Linked DNA regions of Hordeum vulgare: all the other regions are linked to region 2. Evidence: chromatin contacts called from public Hi-C data. All regions are on one chromosome and are shown on one strand. Each heading gives the region's core, a stretch centred on a gene start, on an enhancer-like site or on the middle of the called end of the contact. The rest is flanking DNA. Distances are from core to core; before and after follow the strand shown.

Region 1 (4,126 bases), core at 333-2,832, 590 kb after region 2:
ATACCTTCACAACAATGTTAGCAGGTCAACCGGGCGACATCTTATGAAAGAGAGATTCCAGGGCGTGGTGACTGCCATCGTAGCACCATCGTCGTCACGATTCCAAAAAACCGAGGTGCCGGTCGTAGCTTGTCGTCATGCCAGTTGCAACATCGGGAGACTTTGGTTCCAGCTTGCCACCATGTTGGTTCCAGCATCGGGCATTTCAGATCGCAACACATCGTTGTGTTGGTTCCAGCACCGGGACATCACGGCCACAGCTTCGCCGTTGGCCGATTCCACATGACATGGCACTAGTTCTGTCATGTCATGACGCCTGTTTCAGCATGCCAAAATGATGGTTCCAACATTGTCGGGCGCCCATTCTAGCACATCACGCATCGGTTCCAGCACGTCAGATATCCCCGTTCCTAGCATTCTCCGCCCCCGGCTCCATCAAATTAGACACGAGGTTGTAGTTTGTGGTGCAGACAGTCGAAGCACTGCGTACCACCAGTTCCTGCATGTCGGCATCGGTCGTCGGTTCCCAAGCACATCGGGAACCCAAGCACCCACCCCGTGTCCAGAATTCGTCGAGGCCGATTCTAGCAAGTTAGGCACGGGTTTGCAGGTTGTCGCAACACCGCACACCACCAGCTCCATCACACCTGGCACCGAGTTGTACCTTCTCTCACCATCGATCGCATCTCCCCATGCAGGCGCTCGCAGCGTCGTGCATCACCAGCCACAACTCTCCTAGTGCAGGTGGTTGCAACACCGCGCACCGTCTGGTCGCGATGTTGGAATTTGTTGCTTGTAGCACCACCACTGCTGCACTTCACGATGTGGTTGCTTGCATCCCCGCCACAGGTGTGAGGGGGGAGCAGCTGTCAGGAGCACTTGAACTCGGCTTGTAGTAGCCCTCTAAATCCCTTGCAACCGAGATGAATGTCCCTCATGGTAGGCTGCCACGTATGGGGGAGATTGACCTCAGGTTGCCGACAACCAACTCCGATGAGATGTTGAACGTGGGTGCCAAAGACACATGAGGGAGAGAGAGATGTGGTGTACGGCATAGAACGAGGCATCGGTGCCATGGAAACGCGTGAAGGGATAAGGTAGATCGAGGAGGGTGGATGATGTGGTGCAGTGCGGAGCTATGGATCAACAAAAATCCTACGATAGGCACCATTGTCGCTTGTCACCCTGCTTGAATTATTAGCCTAATATAAGATTATCGTAAATGATGCAAACTCGTTAAAAATAGTTGCTTAATACTCCCTCCGTCCGGAAATACTTGTCCTAGAAATGGATGAATCTAGACTTACTTTAGTTATAGATACATTCATTATATGCATTTTTAGGACAAGTATTTATGAACGGAGGGAGTATTACTCGTATTTGGCTGCCACACTTAAAGATTTAAGTCAGCTCTTTCATTTAAGTCGTAATAATCCTAACTGTACTAATCTGAATGTCATCTCTCTGTTCTTGCGCAATTAAACTTCAAACAAAAATTATTTTACCAATGAAAATTCTTGAAGGAACGTAACGGAGCAGTGGAATTGATACTTACATGCTTGTCCAGCGACGCCCTTCCCTTGGCTTGATCACATGGCGACAGCTAGGCGGCATCCACAGCAGGCGACCCAACTCGCACACTGGCCAGGCATGCCGTGCTCCGACCACGCTCCTCAGTATGCAACACCGGCAGGTCTCGTCGCGCCGCCCCGATTGGCAAGAAGGCGCACACCGGTCAGCCCACCGCTGCGATGTCTCCGGCGACAGCTCACCTGCGACTGGTAAAGGCTGAGACCCAAAAGGCAGAAGGAGAATGTGCCACCGGATCGAGGCCGTCCAGAGAATGACCAACCGCGCCAGCAACCGTCTGATCCTGCCCACCACGCGTAACGGCTTCCTCTTCCCCCCCATCGTCTTCGAGTCCACACGGCCCCCGGATCTACGGAACCCCGACGGCGCGGAGCGCACTCCGGCGGCCGGCGATGATGGCCGGGCGCAATCACCACCAAAGCCACGGCCAGAGACTCCGTCGCCTCATCCCGTGCATCCTCGTCGTCGTGTTCGCCGTCCACGCCGTCTCCTTCGCTCTCTACCTCCTCCTCCAGCCCCACCATCCTCCTCCAAACCCCGGGAAGCCCGAAGCTCAAACCCATGAGAGAGTCCAAGCGCCGTCTCCCCAGAAGCCGTGGCCGCGCCTCCCGTCCCTCCTCCCCTGGACCGCCGACCCATCGTTGCCGCCGCGCTCCTGCGAGGCCTACTTCGGGAACGGCTTCTCCCGTCGCGTGGAAGTCCTCCCGGAGGGGCGCGGGGGCGGCGGGTGGTTCCTGTGCCACCACAGCGAGACGCTGGGCAGCTCGATCTGCGAGGGCGCGCGGGTGCGGCTCGACCCGGCGCTCATGGCGATGTCGCGCGGCGGCGAGCCGATCGACCAGGTGATGGGCCGCAAGGAGGAGGAGGAGCTGCCCAGGTACGAATCCGGTGCGCTGGTGGTGGAGGGGGGCGCGGCGGGGAAGAGGGGGCCCTTGGTCGAGCCCGGGTTCCTCGATGCCCACATGCCCACTAACGGGATCGGGACGCACACCATGAGAGCGCTGCTCGACTCCGCGCGTGTCGTGCCGCCCGGTGAGCTCCACTGCTCCCAGGTATTCCTTGCCGTGATAACTGGCTTTGTTTCAGCAACCTATAATAACTGATATAAGGTATGCTTGGTGATTGATTGGAAGTGAATTATTGCACAATCTATCTTCCTATATACTGTAGAAAGTAATCTCACAAAATTGAAGAGTATGGAATTAATTGAATCTGCTGGATTAGCTATCTTTGCTATTAATTTCCTTTATCAGTTTCCTAAACAAAGGGTAAATTGTGAGGAATTAAAGGCTAGCTAGGATATTCCTATCTGCAAAAAGGCTTTCCAATCTTACTCTGGCTCACATAATATCCACCACTGTTCACTCCACTCGTGCTTATGGGATGAGTGGTGGAAGGTGGCTAAATTGTGTATAAGTATAACTGTGTATACTGCATAAAAGAAAAGGATCTATGCCAGCAACTTACCTAAAACAACTGCTGACAACATATCGTATTTGGAATCCTAGATCTTAAATGCTGCAAATTCAGAATCAGATATCGCGAGTGGTGTGTATTCTGTCCCCTATATGATGCGAACTCATTTTTACATTAAATGTAAATTAGACACCTTAAATGGTAAGAATAATTACTAGGTATGAAATAAAAAAGGTAATCCCATAATTACTGCATACATGCCAGTAATAAGAAGAAACATACAAATAAATAAAATTACTATCTGTGCTAGATGCAGATGTGTGTGTGTACTGTGAAATAGAACAAATAATTTTGTGCGTAGTTCAAAAAGGAACTTAGATGAAGTTAAGGTAATTGCAAGGAACCAACAATTGGGCTGAAGCGACTATGCTGTGTGGTAGTTCAAATGGGCCACTCATATCGAATTGTGATGTTTGGTGATGCACTTAGAGCCCCTATTTGGTAACTGCATACAAACTAGTCTTCAGAAAATTTCGATTGTTTGGCTTACACATGTGTGCATGGATGCCAAATTTTACTTCCTCAAGCAATTTAAGAGGCGTCCGTGTCTCTCTGTACACTCCACATATTAGATGGAATGAATGACGATATCAAAGCAGTGAATCATAGCAGGTTGTATATGGACTTACACTCATGCACATTTAAATAAATAATGACACATTGCAGTTGCAGCTAACTAGTTTTCCAGTTACTGGGGTTAGTAGAAACGCAACAAACATAGTCTGGGGAAGCTGCAACGAGCAGTTTTGAATTCCTATTATGTGACAAAGGAACTTGTGGGGCAGGTGATATGCTATATGGTTCGATCTGTGGAGTTGTAAGCCTATGTGCCAAAAAGTAAATTGGAGGGATTAGCCCGAGATGTTATCACTGAGTAATTGAACTGATACATATGTTACTATTTCTACTCAGTGTGGGGAGTTTTACCTTTTCCTTTCTGTTCTCAGGTTGAATGGGTACTTTGTAATTGCCTAGTTCTACTATAAGCATATATAAATATCGTCGTTCTTCTCTTGGCTATTTGGATCAGTTTGAGTTTATTGCTAAAAAGTTGATGTAA
Region 2 (4,649 bases), core at 2,006-4,505:
TGCATGCAAAGAAATTATTTTTGCAGTTCAGACAGCGGATCGTACTGTTTAGGACATGGTTGTGATACTGATATCGCATCTGACAATGAGCACATATGGTCCAAAAAGTCAGTACATACCCAGGTACATTGCATTTACTTGTGCCACTCTTCTTTTGTTGCTGTGTAGCTTGCTTCGGCACTTTTCTGGAAGCATTCTGCCTTCTGATATCATAATGAGATCGCTTTGTTTGATCACACAATATTGAATGAGCTTCAGCAACCAACTTGAAAGCAGCGTCAGCACCAGGAAAACAGTTTTTATCAGGATGGAGTGAAAAGGCAAGCCTGAGGTATTGCTTTCTTATGTTAGCATGATCTGTCGTTGCCTCCACTTGAAGGATTGCATACCAGTCCGTCTCTCCATTCACCCTTGCCTCTGCTGCACAGTGCACAGTGCAAACACATAGCAGCTGAGATATATTCTCAAGCTCTGGAAATAGGATCTGAGCTTTAAGTGCAATCTTTCGGGCACCAACGAAGTCTTTATTTTCCAACTTCTTTACAGCAATTTCCCTGGCTCTGGAAGCCTCTTCTCTGTTGCACTCCATCATAGTCACTGACAAAAAATACCACAAAACTCTCACGTGAAGTGATATCAGCTGGAAATGAGTATCCTCTGACTCAAGCTTCACAGCAGATAACGGATGCGCACATCTGGATCAATTTCTCAAAAACACTATGACTGAAAATTTACTGCATCAGGACCTACAATTTAAGAAGGAAAGAATAATTCTTAGTAACTGAAAATTAAACACCTAAAAACACACACATTTGTGGATTACTGGATTCCATAACAATAAGTCAAGATTCCTCAAGTGTAAAACCTAGTATATGAGACCACATATGATATATTCCCTCCGTTCGTAAATAGATAGCTTCCTAGAAAGTGCGCAGTTTTTAACTTTGACTATTACTCCCTCCGTACCTAAATATAAGTCTTTTAAGATATTTCACTAGGTGTCTACATACGGAACAAAATGAATGAATCTATACTCTAAAATATGTCTATATACATCCGTATGTAGTCCACTAGTTGAACCTCTAGAAAGACTTATATTTAGGAACGGAGGGAGGAGTAGATAAAATAACAGTTAGATTGGTAAGATGAAAGTAGTAATATTAGATTTTACATGAAATATATTTCCATTGTATTAAACTACATAAGTCCTATATGAGAACGAGTCACTGCTAAAAGATCATCTATTTTGTGACACGTCAAAAGGCAATACCAGCAAAACAAGACATGAGAACAACATTATATATTTCGCATGAACCTTATGCACTAATTAGAGTAATGAAGAGCGGATTGTTATTTATAATCAGCTGTCTGACCAGCCTTCTTCGTAAGTTGTTTATGCAGTACCGTAGTTTGCTATCACCAGAAAATGTTTGTAGCAGGCTATTACCAGCTCGTAGATGTACAACACCACAGTATAGTCTGTACTGCATGCGATTTAGTGACACAAGAATGACTGGAAAGGGGCATAAGCCACTAGAAACAAATAGATAAGTAACTGATTATCTTGTCAAGTAAATACAATGCCATTCTCGAGAACTCTAGATGAAAAGGAAAAACTTGCCATGTGCCCATGTGCAGGAAGGACTTTGATGAGCCGAAAGTAAAAAAAAGGGCAGCCTAGTGCACGTAGCTCCCGCTTGCGCAGGGTCTGGGGAAGGGTCCGACCACTTTTGATGAGCCCAAAGTAAGATGTGTGAAAACATGGGTTGTTCAAGGAAGGGCATCTTGGCAGCGACTCAGATGGGTTGTCTCAGGTGTAAGAAGAGATAAGAGAGACTAAAGAGCATTAATGGATTTGTAATACGAGAAAGTACCCAGGGAATTTCAAGATCCGGCAGATACTACATGCTTCGGGTTCAACACTAGATCCAGATTCCACCTTGGAGCCAGCCAAATAGACGACTTGCTTCAGGAGTCCGGTCCCATCTGGATCCGTTTCCAGATCATGTAATGTCCTTTCATGAAGATGTTAAATTATGGTTAACTGCATTTGCATGTGTAGAGTACCTAAAAGGACAAAGCACTGTATCATCCGTGTCAGTGCTATATAGATTTATTTATCTATAGAAAAACTCGGAAGACATGCTCACTGAGTGAGATGAGAACTTCCAATATGACCAAAATACATGTGCATACCACAGGAAGCAGATGAAACTAGATATCTGCAGGCTTAAATTGCCACTCCATCATCATTACCATATCTCTCAGCAAAAACCAACTAAGCCAATGCCTTATTCATTATCACCAGATACGCCGTAGGAATTCCTATGGCATCCTCTCAGAACAAGCATTGTACAGCTACTGCAAATATTGTGGTAAGAAAAATATTTGCCATCATATTCCTTCTTTCGTTCCTTTCATTTACTTAAGCATAAAATTTAAATGCCTGTATATGTGTAATGTATAAACTATGACATAGGTACACCTCAGTATCAACAGGATATAAAAGGATTACAAGACTACAAGAGAACTCAAACAATCAGTGAAACATACAACCAACACTAACTGCAGCAACACTCAAACAATCAGCGACATGAACGGCCAACAGAATGTAAAAATATGGCAGTTGCATTGAGACAATCAGCACCATGTAGTGCAGTCAAACAAGTAGCAACATCCAGTACCAAAAATGATTTGTAGGACATTGCATTTTTGCCTGAGAAATGGACTCATTAAATCGTGCATTGCAGTTTTGTAAGAAAATCGTCCTGATCCCCACCCTCCAAGCCCATACTGTCTGCAGCTCCCCCCCCCCCCCCCCCCCCCCCCCGATCAGAGATTAACTGAGATTAGAGGGGGGAAACATTGCAGGGCAAGATGCAGTAAACTAGGGTTTGGGGCCGCGTGGTTTGTGAGAGGCAGTGGCCTGAGGGGAAGACAGGGTTTGTGGAGGAACCCAGGAGGGGCTGCCGGAGGGATAACTTTAAAATGACGCAATGGCGACTACATCTTCTGCTCCTACCACGCCATAGGAAGACTCGCCCATGCACAGGATTGGAATTCGATCAGCACAGGAAGAAGAAACTAATCTAAAATCTAGCTGCAGTGTGAGATAATCTGATCACAATTTCAACAAGTTTACCAAAAGCCAGCAGCAGTACCAGAAACGGTGGAGTGGCCGCCGATGAGCAGGCGCCCGCTAGCCGTCGCGGTGGCGGGAGCCGTAGCGAGAACAAAGGAGGCGAAGCGGAGGGGAATTTGTGAGGTGTTGGTTCCAACAAGTCCTAGGGCTTTATTCACGGGGAATTACAAATGTACCCCTCGTTGTGAAAAATGACCAAATTAGCCCTGAGGTGGGGGTACAACCAGCAGTACACCTCACCAAACGGGCCGGGCCGGCACGACACGGCACGCTTGGGCCCGATTATTAGCCGGGCCGTGGCGTGCCGGCCCACCGGCGCAGCCTCCCGGCCAGGCACGGCATGGAGGCTATACGGGCCGGCCCCTAGTCTGTTAGTTTTTCTTTTATTTTAGGTTGTTATTTGGGCTAATTTTGGCCTGTTAGTCTGTTTTTGGGCCGACTTTAGTATATTGGGCTGTGTTTTGGGTCGTTTTTGGCCTATTAGATTTTTTACCCTATATATATATATATAAATAAATAATAAAATGATAAACGGGCCGTGCCGTGTCGACCCGCGTGCCCAACCCTCAGGCCTAGGCACGGCCCGAGGCGGGCCGCGTGCCTGGCACGGCCTATTTAAGTCGTGTCGGGCTCGGCCCGTGGCATGCCTGGCTGGCGTGCTTTCGGGCCGGCCCAGAAAGCACGACCCGGGCCGGCCCAGAAAGCACGACCCGTTTGGCCAGCTTTGACCAGCACTGCCCTTCAGGACAGGGGCGGGCTGAAAGAACGCCTGCCTGGCACACAAAACCCTATTTGACGTTGCAGACGGTGGTTAAAGGGGAAGCTTCTACCTGTCGTTCATTGTGGCAGGGAATAGGTGCAACACACAAGGACTCGCCCTAACTAGGCCGGCCCAACTTTTTTTATGTTTTAAAAAAATGTAATAATTTTTTTGTTTCTTTTTTCCTTTCTGCTTGTTTCCTTTCATTTTAATATTTTGTATTCTTTTTCTTTTTTTTTCCTTTTCTTTTAGTATTTTAAACAATTTGAAGAATATTTTTCAAAAATCAAAACATTTTTTGAATTTAAGAAAAAAAAAGGAACTAAACAGAAAAGGAAAAATGTTACCTTTTTTTTTGATACCTTTTTCCTTTTAAATTTCTTTCCTATTTTCGTTCGTTATTTCTTTCCTTTTTTAATTTTCATTTTGTATCCAAAGAAAAAATATTTTAAAAGTGCAAGCAATTTTGTAAAGGACTAATATTTTTTGAATCTTGAAAACAAAATTTTGAAAAGGAGAACAATATTTAAAAAACCCAAACAAATATGAAAGCGCGAACACATTTTTAAAGCACAAATATTTTTAAATTTTTGAGAAGATATTTTGAAACTAAGAACAATTTTGAGAAATCATGAACAATTTTTTAAACATGAATTTTTTTTGAACCTTGAGAACAAAATTTTAAAAAGAGGAAAAATTTGGAAAACCCAAACAAATTTGAAAGCGTGACAAATTTTTAAAGCACTA
Region 3 (4,596 bases), core at 1,601-4,100, 650 kb before region 2:
ATCGTGAAATGCAGCCTTCCACAAGTTAACAGAAAAGGTGCCTTGCTGCTGATCACCCAAAGAAGGGCCTAACACTTTCCGAGCCTTTGGGGTTGACGAACCTTCTGCCGGGGTTTGCATGTGAGGAGTTAATGCCTGGAAAAGAAAATTTCTTCAGGAAGTTCACAATGTGGAGAAATAAGACAAATTTATAGAACAGGTAGGTCCGTGAGATAATCACTGCAGACTATTTGTTTGTTAAACACTGGACTAGGAATGCAAGACCAATTTGGAGCAAGGGATTATATGGCCTAAGGAAAATATTACCTGCCACCACACCGTCTCAACAATCCGAGAAAATATCCAAGATTCGATCCTCTCTAATGCGGCTAAAAGTGTACTAGTTTCCTGCCAATTATCTGATATCTGTATTAAAGCAAGTTCAGTTGGCTTGCTGTTGGAGTTGTTTTTCCATAGCATTGGTGTTGATTTGGGTGTGGATTTTCCATCGAACCATTGTGCACTGCCATTTAAGTTTCTAGTCGTCATGGTTGGAATTGATTGACGTGAGATGCCAAAAGATTTTGAAATTATCTCCCTGAGAACAACTGTATTGGACAGCCAATATGTTAACCTACATCAACAGTAGATAGTTAATGGAGGAAACTTTATTCTTGTGCCACATCTCATACGCTGAATTCGAAGTGGAGATCAAGTTTAGCCCTATCTTACCTTGAAGCATCATTACAACAGGATTTCACAACGAGAACAAGACCAGAAACAGTGTTTTTTGCTGCTGAAGCTCTCTTATCCAGGGACCAAAACTTGGATGCATGAGTGTACAGCCTAGAAAGACGCCGAGCTGGGGTATGCAACTTATGTGCTGAACTTCCATGCTCAGGCAATACAGAGTATAGAGAAACTTCGAGTGCAGCAACTTCACGAAGTTCCTGCTCCATCTTCTCAAGTTTTGTCTGTAGTTCCTCATTTTTCCGATGTAAAACTGATTTGTCATCATCAACTATCTTTTCTTCAATATCAGCAATTTCATCATCAGTACCAGTACTTTGATCGCAATGTGGAGCTTCATCTAACACATCAATCTCTTTGGCCTCTTCATTGCCTCTATCATCCATGGTTCCCGCTTCACTAACCATATCATCTGCCTCCTCGGACAGTTCTGATGGAGGGCGAGAAGGGACTTTTACAATATCTGGTCTTCTAACTTCAATTGCTCTAGTAGCATTAACTGCTGCTTTCCTAGGTTTTGGTGATCTGTTCTGAGTGTTGTTTGGTGCTTTCTGTTGCACCTTGTTTTGAACTTGACGACTGGTGCTGCTTTTGGCCATGCGGGGGCTATTTTCTTTGGTCTCTTTTTTCAAGAGCTTCTTTGGAACTACTGAAGCTCTTTTCGCTCTATTATCTTCATTACCATGAGCCTCACTTTGTGATGAAACAGAAACTCTAGATGGTTCATAATCTGATCTAACTCCCTTCTCATCTCTCACTTCGCCATTCTCTTTGGCACCCATTTCAGGATACCTCTAATTTGCTAATCTGATTCCTGGAGAAATGATAGACACAAATAATTACATAACCACGTTTGCAAAGCAAGCCTATCCAAATAAGACTGAAAAATGAGAAAAATGTCCATGCCAGAAGAAAACTAATACATCATTCAAATTCAGGCATAAAGGAATTTAAAACAAACAGGTCGGAAGAAGAAAGGCTACAAAAAATGGTGGCTTATACTTGTTTGCAGTAGTAAGAATACACACCTCCAAGATGAGCCATCTAATTCAAAAAGGTGAAGAGGCAACTTTCTGAACCAAAATAAGCATTCTCATTTCCATATAGGATGTGATGTCAAAATCAAGGAAGGTGCCAACAGACTCCACTCTCCACTGATAAGAGACTTTAGGCGTCTCGTGCATCTTATATTTAACTTCATCTAAAAATTTGCTACTTGGTTATACTGAGAAGGATAGCGGGAGTACTTCACGTAAACTAGAATTCATCTTTCTTTCTTTTTAAATAAAAGTTAACAGAGCCAAATTCTCAAAAAAGATCTAAAAAATACGCTGCTTAACTACTTCACACGAAGTGGCATAGTAGATCAGCAAGTCTTAATCGTTGCCTAAAATTAACAATTATCACCAAGAACAACTCCAGTAATTGCTGCTGATGGGTTAATTGGATATCGAACATCTTAAATGAAGAAATTAGTACTACTGGACAATATTCCTCCATAAATGCAGATGGTAAATGATCGCCAACCAAACCGAACCGCCCCAACGGAATTCCTAATACTATTCAAGTCTGCAACCAACTTGCTGGTATCACAGCGAGAGCTCGCCGTGGACGACAAGGAAAAGGTAAGCAAGAGCGCACCGGCAAATCAAGTGCTCACGGGAACAACAGGGCTGCAAAACTCGTCAATGCGGATCGCAAACTACCACCAGTCCACCCCACGACCCCGAAATGCCTAATTCCCATCAGGAAGACAGGAATACAGTGTTGAAGGAAGCGAAACAATGCCGCTCAATCAGAGATCCCAGGCGCAAACAGAGCGATGGAACTACTCCCAGAAATCAATGATCCAGACAGAGAAATGAACTAAAAAATGAAGCAAATCCGGCGCAGAGCCACGCGGCTCACGAATCCCTCCGGAGATCCGGTGGGGGCATCGCGGAGCAGGGTTCCAGGCTCGGACGAGCGCAGCGGTCGAACGGAATAGAAAATCAACGCTCACCGACTCCGGCGCGACGGCAGGCGGCGGCGACCGCCCCGGCGTGGCGTTTCGCCGAGCCTCGCGGCTCAATGCGGGGAGCTGGCGCAGGAGAGGAGTTCGCGGCAGCTTCGGCCTTGCTCGAGGTGGGGGGTTCCCGCGTCCTGCGCCGCGCGCGACCGTCGGCGCGAGAGGCGACGCACGTCGCGCTCGTGGGTGAACTGGCGCTGCCGGTGCGGGCGTGGGAGTGGTGGGCGAAGTGGTCGTCGTGTAGAGAGAGGGGGGAGGAGGTGGAGTCGCTGCTTATATCGGCCGTCCAGTGTGCTTCCCTTTTCCGCTTGAGAAGCATCCGACACGGCCCGGATCCGGTCACCATTGGTGAGCGTAGCAACCGGCAAATGGTTTCTCTCTTCTTCTTTTTTTCCAAAGAAAAAAAGGAAACGTTTGGAACCGGCGTGCGACGACCGGTCGTACGCGAATCGTTGGATCGGGCGCGCGACGACCGGTCGTACGTGAATCGTTGGATCGGACGTGACCTGACGACCCAGCAACACCCTCCCACCTGAGATTCACATCTTCCTCGTTCCCTTTCCGCTTCGATCGGGAGCCATGGCCATGGGCGACCTCTCCTTACGCGTGCACCAGTCCATGCGAGCTCGCCGCCGCCCAGCCTATGCGTCTAGGGAGAGCTGCAACGACGGTCCGGTGGAGTTGCATGGTCACCACGGGCATCACGGTCATCATCATTTTTGTTACAACCGGTGTCAAATTTTGCTACAACCAATGTCGAAATTTGCCACAACCGGTGTCAAAATTTACTACAACCGACGCCGTATTTTGCTAACACCAGCGTCGCATTTTGCTACATCGTATATGGCGTCGCAATTTTTGCTATAACAGGTGTTTCATTTTGGTACAACCGACGACATAACGAGCTGCATCCCCTCTCTCAACTGCTCCATGGCTGGCAAAGTTGCGTCCATGGTCGAAGACGTAATTTTGCTACATGCTTCAACCGACATCAAAATTTTATACAACCAGCACCGCATTTTGCTTTCATCGGTGTCGCATTTTGCTACACCACACATGGCGTTGCGATTTTTGCTACAACCGGTGTTTCATTTTGCTACAAACGACGACATGGCGAGCTGCATCCCCTCTCTCAACCGCTTCATGGCGAGCGGTGGCGAGATTCAAGGCTCGCGGATAGCTCATCCATGACGGGGGAGGAAGGGGCGACGAGGACCGGCGGCGACCGACGAGAACCACACGGGGCACAAGCGGGTCAACCCGGCAAGCCGACGAGCTGCTCCGGTGAGCAGCGACGACGAGCCAGCGGGTTGAGCTGCAAGCAGGAGGCCAGAGGAGGAAGGGGCAATGATGCGTATAGGATTTTGCACGAGGAGGAAGAAGGAACGCGTGGGGAGGCTCAATCGGACCGCTAAGACAGAAAAGATCGAAAGGCTGGGGGCCGACCGGCCCAAAAAAGAATGGTCTCTCTCTTCTCATTTTATTTTTCGTATTGCAACGTTTTTGTTTAACAACTTTTGATTATTCATCCAATATCATGGCGGCATAAAATAAAACAAAAAACACACCCATGTGGGCATACAATATATGGATGATTATAAGCATTGGAACGAGCCAAAGATGTGTCGCTGTCATTATCCCTTCCTCACCGGAGTCGGTATTGTAATAGAAAATCCAGAAGTCGGTGTGCTAAGGTCGCAAAGGACCAGCTCGTCAAAAGAACAGTCGTCTTTGATGAGGAGAAGCATAGACCAAAAGAAGCCAACCTGTAGACACACAAACGCAGATGAACAAAGATCGGACGAAAGCAGACCACAAACACCGACTGAATCACGCTAGATCAACTGAACAGAAACACC

The links. A called contact is a pair of places that touch in the nucleus more often than the background predicts.
Region 1: a contact with region 2 is called in a Hi-C map of leaf, with 5 times the contacts expected there. The contact joins the promoter of LOC123409924 here to the promoter of LOC123407154 in region 2. A contact is called at or near these places in 4 of 6 Hi-C or Micro-C datasets (leaf and seedling) and 1 of 1 datasets of contacts at active chromatin or transcription factors (embryo).
Region 3: a contact with region 2 is called in a Hi-C map of seedling, with 2.1 times the contacts expected there. The contact joins the promoter of LOC123407782 here to the promoter of LOC123407154 in region 2. A contact is called at or near these places in 2 of 6 Hi-C or Micro-C datasets (leaf and seedling) and 1 of 1 datasets of contacts at active chromatin or transcription factors (embryo).

Annotation. Positions count from the first base shown.
Region 1 is chr7H:170,371,196-170,375,321 of MorexV3_pseudomolecules_assembly, reverse strand. LOC123409924 (beta-1,2-xylosyltransferase RCN11) reads left to right here and starts at 1,582. Exons shown (of 3, transcript XM_045102796.1): 1 at 1,582-2,642. The coding sequence starts at 1,983.
Region 2 is chr7H:170,958,227-170,962,875 of MorexV3_pseudomolecules_assembly, reverse strand. It overlaps LOC123407154, which reads right to left and starts at 3,255. Exons shown (of 3, transcript XM_045100222.1): 1 at 3,162-3,255; 2 at 1,875-2,015; 3 at 1-746. The coding sequence starts at 592.
Region 3 is chr7H:171,608,637-171,613,232 of MorexV3_pseudomolecules_assembly, reverse strand. LOC123407782 reads right to left here and starts at 2,850. Exons shown (of 8, transcript XM_045100999.1): 1 at 2,732-2,850; 2 at 712-1,543; 3 at 307-613; 4 at 1-135. The coding sequence starts at 1,511.